Regions from separate parts of the Danio rerio genome. Here region 1 is linked to region 2. The links are chromatin contacts, called in public Hi-C maps. All regions are on one chromosome and are shown on one strand. Each heading gives the region's core, a stretch centred on a gene start, on an enhancer-like site or on the middle of the called end of the contact. The rest is flanking DNA. Distances are from core to core; before and after follow the strand shown. Region 1 overlaps tanc1a (tetratricopeptide repeat, ankyrin repeat and coiled-coil containing 1a). Region 2 overlaps wdsub1 (WD repeat, sterile alpha motif and U-box domain containing 1).

The links. A called contact is a pair of places that touch in the nucleus more often than the background predicts.
Region 1: a contact with region 2 is called in a Hi-C map of embryo, with 4 times the contacts expected there. The contact joins two enhancer-like sites. A contact is called at or near these places in 8 of 18 Hi-C or Micro-C datasets (caudal fin, embryo, fibroblasts and 2 more) and 1 of 4 datasets of contacts at active chromatin or transcription factors (caudal fin).

Annotation. Positions count from the first base shown.
Region 1 is chr6:13,096,153-13,100,171 of GRCz12tu, reverse strand. tanc1a (tetratricopeptide repeat, ankyrin repeat and coiled-coil containing 1a) reads left to right here. Exons shown (of 27, transcript XM_005165845.5): 4 at 1,575-1,667. Among named protein-coding and RNA genes, the nearest start is that of tanc1a, 63 kb to the left of the region's middle. Within about 2 kb of position 1,506, at least 9 of the 62 cell types and tissues checked have an H3K27ac peak or open chromatin away from gene starts, as enhancers often do.
Region 2 is chr6:12,982,911-12,987,407 of GRCz12tu, reverse strand. wdsub1 (WD repeat, sterile alpha motif and U-box domain containing 1) reads right to left here. Exons shown (of 12, transcript NM_001077769.1): 10 at 2,233-2,412. Among named protein-coding and RNA genes, the nearest start is that of wdsub1, 17 kb to the right of the region's middle. Within about 2 kb of position 1,592, at least 4 of the 62 cell types and tissues checked have an H3K27ac peak or open chromatin away from gene starts, as enhancers often do.

The DNA of each region.
Region 1 (4,019 bases), core at 257-2,756, 110 kb before region 2:
GTTGATGCCAGAGGTCAGAGGAGAATGGTCATATAGAATGGCAACAGTAACTCAAATAACCACTGGTTACAACCAAGGTATGAAGAAGAGCATCACTGAACGCACAACACGTCAATCCTTGAGACGGATGGGCTACAGCAGCAGAAGATCACACCAGGTGCCACTCCTGTCAGCTAAGAACAGGAAACAGAGGCTACAATTCTCACAGGCTCAGCAAAATTGGACAATAGAAGATTGGAAAAATATAGTCTGGTTTGATGAGTCTTGATTTCTGCTGCGACATTCGGATGGTCAGAATTTGGCGTCAGCAACATGAAAGCATGGATCCATCCTTCCGTCCAACCTTATCAACGGTTCAGGTTGGTAGTGGTGGTGTAATGGTGTGGGGGATATTTTCTTCACACACTTTGGGCCCAATAGTACCAATTGAGCATCATGTCAACTTCACAGCCCATCTGAGTACTGTTGCTGACCATGTTCATCCCTTTAAGACCACAGTGTACTAATCTTCTGATGGCTACTTTTAGCAGGATAAGACACCATGTCATAAAGCACAAATAATCTCAGACTGATTTCTTGAACATGATAATAAGTTCATTGTACTCAAAGGGTTTCCACAGTAACCAGATCTCAATCCAATAGAGCACCTCTGGGATGTGGTAGAACGGGAGATGGATGTGCTGCCGAAAAATCTGCAGCAACTGCGTGATGCTATCATGTCAATATGGACCAAAATCCCTGAGGAATATTTCTCGTACCTTGTTGAATCTATGCTAAAAAGGATTAAGGCAGTTGCAAAGGCAAAAGGGGTCCAGCCCGCTACTAGTAAGGGTGTACCTATTAATATGGCCGGTGAGTGTAAGTTGACACTGACTTGGCCTATCTACATATTGCCCTATTTCCGAAAGATTTATTTAATCAAACCATTATCATATTGATGATCTCATATCTTGTATATGGATGATTTGTATTTTCAACAATTTCTTCCTAAAGAATAATCTATGATGCCCCCAACCCCTCTTTTTCATCATCTTTTTTGTTTGTTTTTGTTGTTTTTCATTTTAAATTATAAACAAAGATGTAAATATGATTGTGATGTGTTATATTGTAACATTTTTGTTATATTGTCACATATCTCATCAAAAAGATTGTTCAAAAAATATATTATTTATTTAAATTTCACTAAATGCTTTGTGTTTTTGTTCTTTCATTTTCTTTCCATTTCTTTCTTTTTTTTCTTTCTTTTTTACACCCCCTAAATTACAAGTCATTTGCATGCTTTGGCAGTGTTGTGCATGTTGACAGTCATGCCAGTAAAGCTCGACTCTGACTCAGCAGACACAGGAGAAACTGCTCAGGGAGATTAAAATCATTACAGACTCCTCGTTTATACTGGAATCTCTCTGGGAGTACAGGACAGCCGATCGCAACCATCACACACACAGCTCAGAACGCCAGCCTTAAAATCCCATCTGGAAAGACTTAACTGTCTCTCTGTGTGTGCGCGTGTATCTCTCTCTCTCTCTCTCACTCTCTCAGCTCCGGTTTTCCTCTCATTTTCACTCTGTCTGCAGGTTCAATCAGGACTCCCAAATATGTGGAGAATCTTTGCGTTCCCGGAGCTCCTGTCACCTGCAGTCTGAAGAACAGGAAGAAGAGCAATACTGGTGAGTAACTTCTTCTGTGTGTGTCAGAATCTGTGGCACAATTCTGATAGTCTGCACTTTTGAGTCAACGTGTGCTTTTGTTTATGCAGTGATCATTGTGTGTGGGTAAGGCGATGTTACTTCGTGGGGACCAAATGTCTTCGGAATGTACATTTGTATTGATTGATTAGAGAATCTGCTTTGTGTGAGGGTTAAGTTTAGGGGATGTAAATTAGCATTGCCCAAATATATATATAAAAAAAGAAAATAATAGTCAATGGAAAGTCCCCACAGTCTGAGTAAGATTTGCCCTTGTCATAAACTGAGGGATGGTGTTTTTCTGATGTGGGGAGTTACACGAATTTACAGCTGAGAGTTCGGTAAATCCAGCAGTCCATTAAACCGCATTCCTCCCTCCCTCTTACTTTTTTTTTTTTTTTTTACTTGGTGTGTACTTCTGTCTAATCTTGCTCTTTTCTAATGCTTGCATTCTTCATCTGTGCAAAGTTCTGGATGTTTAAGCTTTGTGCTAGTGTTCAAGCTGATTTTCTTGTTGTTTTTGGTTTTGTGATGCAGTTAGGATGGTAACATTAAGCTCTGCACTGGTAAATCTAATTAATTTCAGGAATTTTTGTGTGAAATATGGAGGGTTTACAGGTACTGGCTTTTTACATTGCACTAAACCGCAGCTTAACATCAGTTTAAAGGCCACTTTTGACTCCAGGTAAAGGAACTTTTCAGGCTTGTGATTTATAATTTAGGGTCAGCACTGATTTTTATGCAGTGTTATGATGCCCTGGATAGCATTGCTTTCGCAGGGTTAACCCTGCATTGCGGTACTAAACATGCAATGTGAAACAATGTCATGTTAGAACGTTACAATAAAGCAAAAAAGAAGTCAAATTGAGAAAAAAAAGCTTTAAATAGGGAAGAATTTAATGTTGTTTTGTGTTTTTATAGTTCCAAAAGTCCATCCAGGAAAAACTGGATGGCATCTGGCAATAGATAGAGATATGCCGATATTTAATATTTCAGTGTTAATGAATATTGGTATTGTGGGCTCATAAATTAACATAAATAATTATTTATTAGTTAAACCTTTAGAGTGCTTTTTGAGAATATTCACATTGTATTTGCAGTGGTGTTCATAACAGCACCTATAATTAACATTAGTTAATTTATCTAAACTCACTATGAAGCTACAAACACTTTAATCTTAGCTGATGTAAATCTTTTAGTTAATGCATGATATCCAGTAAAATCATAGTCATAATCTAATTCCAAGTTAATGACTAATAAAATTTAGTTATATTTTTATTTTTCCAATATGTACTGTAATGAATCTCTTTTCTCACTGTTGATTTTAATTCATTTACAAATGAGCCATTGCAGTAGAGTGTTACCTGATGTGCTTTATAATCCTTGGATTTAGGTTGTTGTTAGGTTGAAACATTTCCTTACTCTGAACATTTACATACAGTTGAAGTCAGAATTATTAGCCCCCTGAATTATTAACTCCTCTGTTTATCAAACCCCCCCCCCCCCCCCACAATTTTTCTGTTTGATAGAGAGACTTTTTTCAATGCATTTTTAAACTAAAAACTAATTTCTAATAACTGATGTATTTTATCTTTGCCATGATGACAGTAAATAATATTTTACTAGATATTTTTCAATACATTACAGCTTAAAGTGACTTTTAAAAGCTTAACTATGTTAATTATTTTAACTAGGCAGGTTAGGGTAATTAGGTAAGTTATTGTAGAACAATGGTTTGTTCTGTAGACTATGGGCAACAAATATCTTAAAGGGGCTAATAAGTTTTCCTTAAATGTTTTTTTAAAAATTAAAAACTGCTTTTATTCTAGCCGAAATAAAACAAACAAGACTTCCTCCAGAAGAAAAAATATTATCAGACATACTGTGAAAATTTCCTTGCTCTGTTAAACATAATTTGGGAAATATTTACAAAAAAAATAATAATAAAAGGGGGTTAAAAATTCTGACTTTAACAGATATGATTAAAAAATATTATTGTATTTACAGTTTAAGTAATTTTAGTGCAGATTAGGTCAATATCATGATAATAGCCTGATTAAAAACACGATCAATTAATCACAACAAGAAAATTTGATACCAGCAGAAATCTAACTGGCAATATAGAATGTAGGGCTATTCTGTATTAATTCATGCATGTGATGGCATTTTTCTATGTAACTGCTTAAGTCTTGATTATTCTGAGGTCATTCTAATATAGTGATTTAAGTTCAAGATTTGTGATCATTGTAATTATAATCAACGCTGAAAACTGTTGTGCTGCTTCATAATTTTGCTTCGACATAGAGAAAAACTCATAAACAACATTGCTTGCAA
Region 2 (4,497 bases), core at 343-2,842:
TTTCTTATGTAAATAGCTGCTGGTTTTTAGGACTGAAGCAGAAATAATCAGCTTAAATGCACACAAACTCTCCTCTGGACAGCAAAACAGACAAGTGCTTTATATAACTCAACAAATCCCGTGTTTACATTCCCCACAATCTCTAGGATTAGTTCTTATTTTGGCCACTTTCCATTATTTTTCCTCAAAACTCAATCAAGATTTGCTGTTAGGTAATGTATACACAGGAAAATCCATGTGGGTTTTATATAATTCTGCATGACATCGGCACAATTCTGAAGTTAAGGTCATTCCTGCACTATTATTATATTGTGATACATGTCTGAGGCACTATACTGTATTTACACTACCAGACAAAATTCTTATTGTCAATTCCAGTTGTAAGAGCAAAAAATAATAACTTAACTTCTAGTTGACCATTTGGAAAAGTGGCAGAAGGTAGATTTAACTGATGAATCTATTCAACTGCATCTCAATCATCACAAATACTGCAGACCTATTGGTACCCGCATCGACCAAAGATGCTCATAGAAATCTGTCAAGTTTGGTGAAAGAAAAATCATGGTTTGGGGTTCCATTCAGTATGGGGGCGTGTGAGACATCAAAAATCCACATCAAAAATCATGAAAGCAAAAAAGGTCAAGGTGCTCCAGGATTGGCCAGCCTAATCACCAGATATGAACATTACTGAGCAAGTCTGAGGTATGATGAAGGAGGAGGCATTAAAGATGAATCCAAAGAATCTTGATGAACTCTGGGAGTCCTGCAAGAACACTTTCTTTGTCATTTCAGATGACTTTATTGATAATTTATTTGAGTGATTGCAGAGATGTATGGGTTCAGTCCTCCAAGCTCATAAGAGTCATCCACAATATTTTTTATTTTTTTGCACTGCAGCATGACTTTATACTCTACACTGTACTGTATTATTTCTGTTAAGTGACATGACTTTTGTCTAAGCAAAGTAAGACCTTATTGTCCTAATTAAATAATTAAAAATCAAGACATGATCATATTTTATTCTGCTAAAATAAGTGTAATCTAGAGGCCTTTGCCACTTCTGATACTAAATGATCAAATAGAAGTCAAGTTATTATTTGGTGTTTCTAAAACTTGGATAGGCGATAAGACTTTTGTCAGGTAAAGCCAGAGAAAAAGAAAAGATGGATAAGCCAGAATATTATGACCACATCACAAAAACATCCGCAAGACAGAATTTTAAGTTTTGGTCAAACTTTTGTAAATTACCAAAAATGTAATGCTACTTTTAGTAATAGTATTTGGTACTCAGAAATGGTCTGTGTTATTAATGCTGATTTTGGGGTAAGGAGTTGCAAAAACGTTTGGTAACACTTTAGCAACTATTAACTTTTATTACCTGCCTATTAAGATCTTATTCTACATCTCTAATCCTACCCAATACATAAACCCAACTACTAGCTTCTGCAGCAGCTAATTAATGGTTTATCGCGCTAATAGTCTTAATTAGTTAATAGCGTGACTTGTACATTCAAATGCCACCACACATTCATATTGAAAAGAGCCAGGGAAAGTTTGTAAACAAGCAAGCTGTTATTAAGATTCAGCCACATGCTTTGACCAGCGTTGTCATGGAAACCCCCTAAACCACTGAAAGGCTCCTAAAACACTGCTTTCATCAGCGAGCATTCAAAAAAATGCTTTACGAAGGGGTGATTGACCTGAAGAAGAAATGCAGACGAAGGTAATCACACTCTATCTGTCCAATGTCTCATAATACACTATGAAATTCAATGAAGCTAATCAGTTTTCCTTTGTTTCAAGCTCTGAAGTGATGCTTTCAAATGAATGAAAGAGGCTTGGGCTCAGCTGTTCAGCAGTCAGCCTGACATTTCCATTGTGGAAGGAAGAGGCTCCTCACATAAAATGGTTATATTTTGCTCAAATATACAGTATCGAGCTCATTCTGCAATGCTCTTATTTCAGATTCATTTGTCTATGTGGAAAAGATTGGGAATAATAAACTTAAGTAATCACTCAAACTACTGACAAACAATTGAGTTTGTGACCATGCATAAAAATAATGCAAGTTAGCATCATCAAGCAGCAAAATAATAAGCCGTTTTTATGACTAAAAATAAATAAAATCAATAGAAGTGTTTGTAACAGCAAATAAGGTTCCAATGGCTCTTATATGAAAGAATAAGGTGAATGCAGCAAGACATGAACAGAAAACACACTGAATGATTTTACCAATGTGCAAGTCAGAGCTGAGTGTCTCCTTGCTGAGAGAGAGTAGCTCTTCTCCATCGATGTTATTGGATTTAAATGCGTCAGTCACGGCCTCCAGCCCCTCCTCTCGTAACCATGCCAACACCTCTTCCTCAGACCATTCGCTCACCATCAGTCTGGAGTGACCACAAGCCTTCCTGCCTGAGAGACAGAATCACCAGCGTATGGGTCAATGACACAATACTCTCCTACCCATTAAAAATGAGTTAGAGCAGAACAATAGATCACATCTGATTTACATGCATTAATAAATTAATGAGATTTGGAATACATAAATACTATAAAGTAGGGCTGTGCAATATGATGATTTCTGCCTGATCTCATGAGGAAACAAAGATTTTTTTTCAGTTTAGTGGCTAATTCATATGAGTTTAGTCATATGAAAATGTGGATTCTAAAGAGGAGGCGTGGCACCAAAGCCCACCCCTAAACCTAACCATCATTAGGAGATAAGCAAACTGTACGAATAAGTTCATATGATTTCAGGATTTCATATGAATTAGACACTTAATCAAAAAGTTCCGAGTTGCAGTGAGCTTGTGTTGGATGATATATATAATATGGGTAAAATAAAAAATCTATCATTTTATATTATGCTTTATAGTTTAATTTGTGGTATCACAAAATACATTGTTTCAACAGTTCACATTATGTATTGCTTGATACTAATAGCAGGTTTGGCATGCTGTCCCAGAAAAGAACCCTGAGCTTAGAGATAATTGAACCCAGGGCTCCCGCCTGGTCAATGAGCATGTAAGGGGGTATGAGATCAGGTAGTTCTCGAGAGGTCCCCCTGGTAAAGCCTGATTTATACTTTCGCATGGCGCCACGTCAAGGACCTCCGCTGACTCCATGCACACCTCACGAAACGGATATGAGGCTTTTATACTTGATGCGTTCACTGTAGAGTTATTCTTTAAAACGACAAAACGACAAGGGGTCAAAACAAGCTGACCGTAAAATCAGTCGGATAAACAGAAGTAGGAAGTTTTCAGATCTGTCATATCATTAATATCTTTTAAGATTTTTAAACTAATGATTTTTATACATTATTTTAATAATTATAAAGACTTTTATAACCATTCAAGATTTTCTAATCGAATTTTAACGCATCAGGATAGATGTTTTTTTTTTTTTTTTTACATTTTTTTTTAGATTTAGCCCATTTCACAATTGACACATTACTGTCTGGCTAGCTTGTCCTCTACTGATATGCTCCACCAATAAAGCTTAAAAAAGGGCATCAGTATATTGTAAACCGACAGGTTCAAATATTCCTTTCCAGTTATCAAAGAAATGGTTTGTTCTTAATATAGTTACTATTTAATTACTTTAAATTCTAAATTGTAATGTATAAAAGGGAGAAATGGGGTGGATTGGGAGTAATGATAGACAGGCTGCTTACAAAGAGTTTGGAATAATCCGACTGGTTTACCAATGCTTACAGATGAGAGACCAGCCAAGATCAATCATATTACATGCTTCCCTCAAAATTAGTTGAGAAACTTCACTTACGGTAAAAAAAATTCATAATTTATATTAGTGCAATATTACACACCATTACATGGATACAGACAGAAACATGAATAATAGCATCGTGGGAATGTTTCATTTTATTTTTATGTTGGTCCTGTAATCATTAGTTTTTGAAAAAGTGTTTTAGATTTAATATTTATTTTAATATACACATATACATATATATATATATATATATATACATATATATATATATATATATATATATATATATATATATATATATATATATATATATATATATATATATATATATATATATATATATATATACACACACATTTTAAATCAAACATTTGTCTAGAACTTCTAAATAAAAGCAAGAAATATGATCATATACGAGTACATTTCTGTACATTTCTTTTTGAAATGAAGATGATGTACTTTAACTGCAGACTGTCAGCTTTAGAGGGTGTTTACAGCCAAATCAGGTGAACGGTGTAGGAATTACAACAGATTGCATATGTGCCTCCCACTTGTTAAGGGTCCAAAAAAGTAATTGGACAATTGGCTTCTAAGATGTTTATTAACCTTTATTAATAATGGTCTTAAACAGACAGTTCACACACAAAAAAAGAAAATAGACTTATAAATTGTTCCAAACTTTTCTGAATTGTATTTGTTGAACAATTTTATGAATATAATCTTTTTGAATTTTTTCTGTTGACTGTTAAACACAAAATAATATAT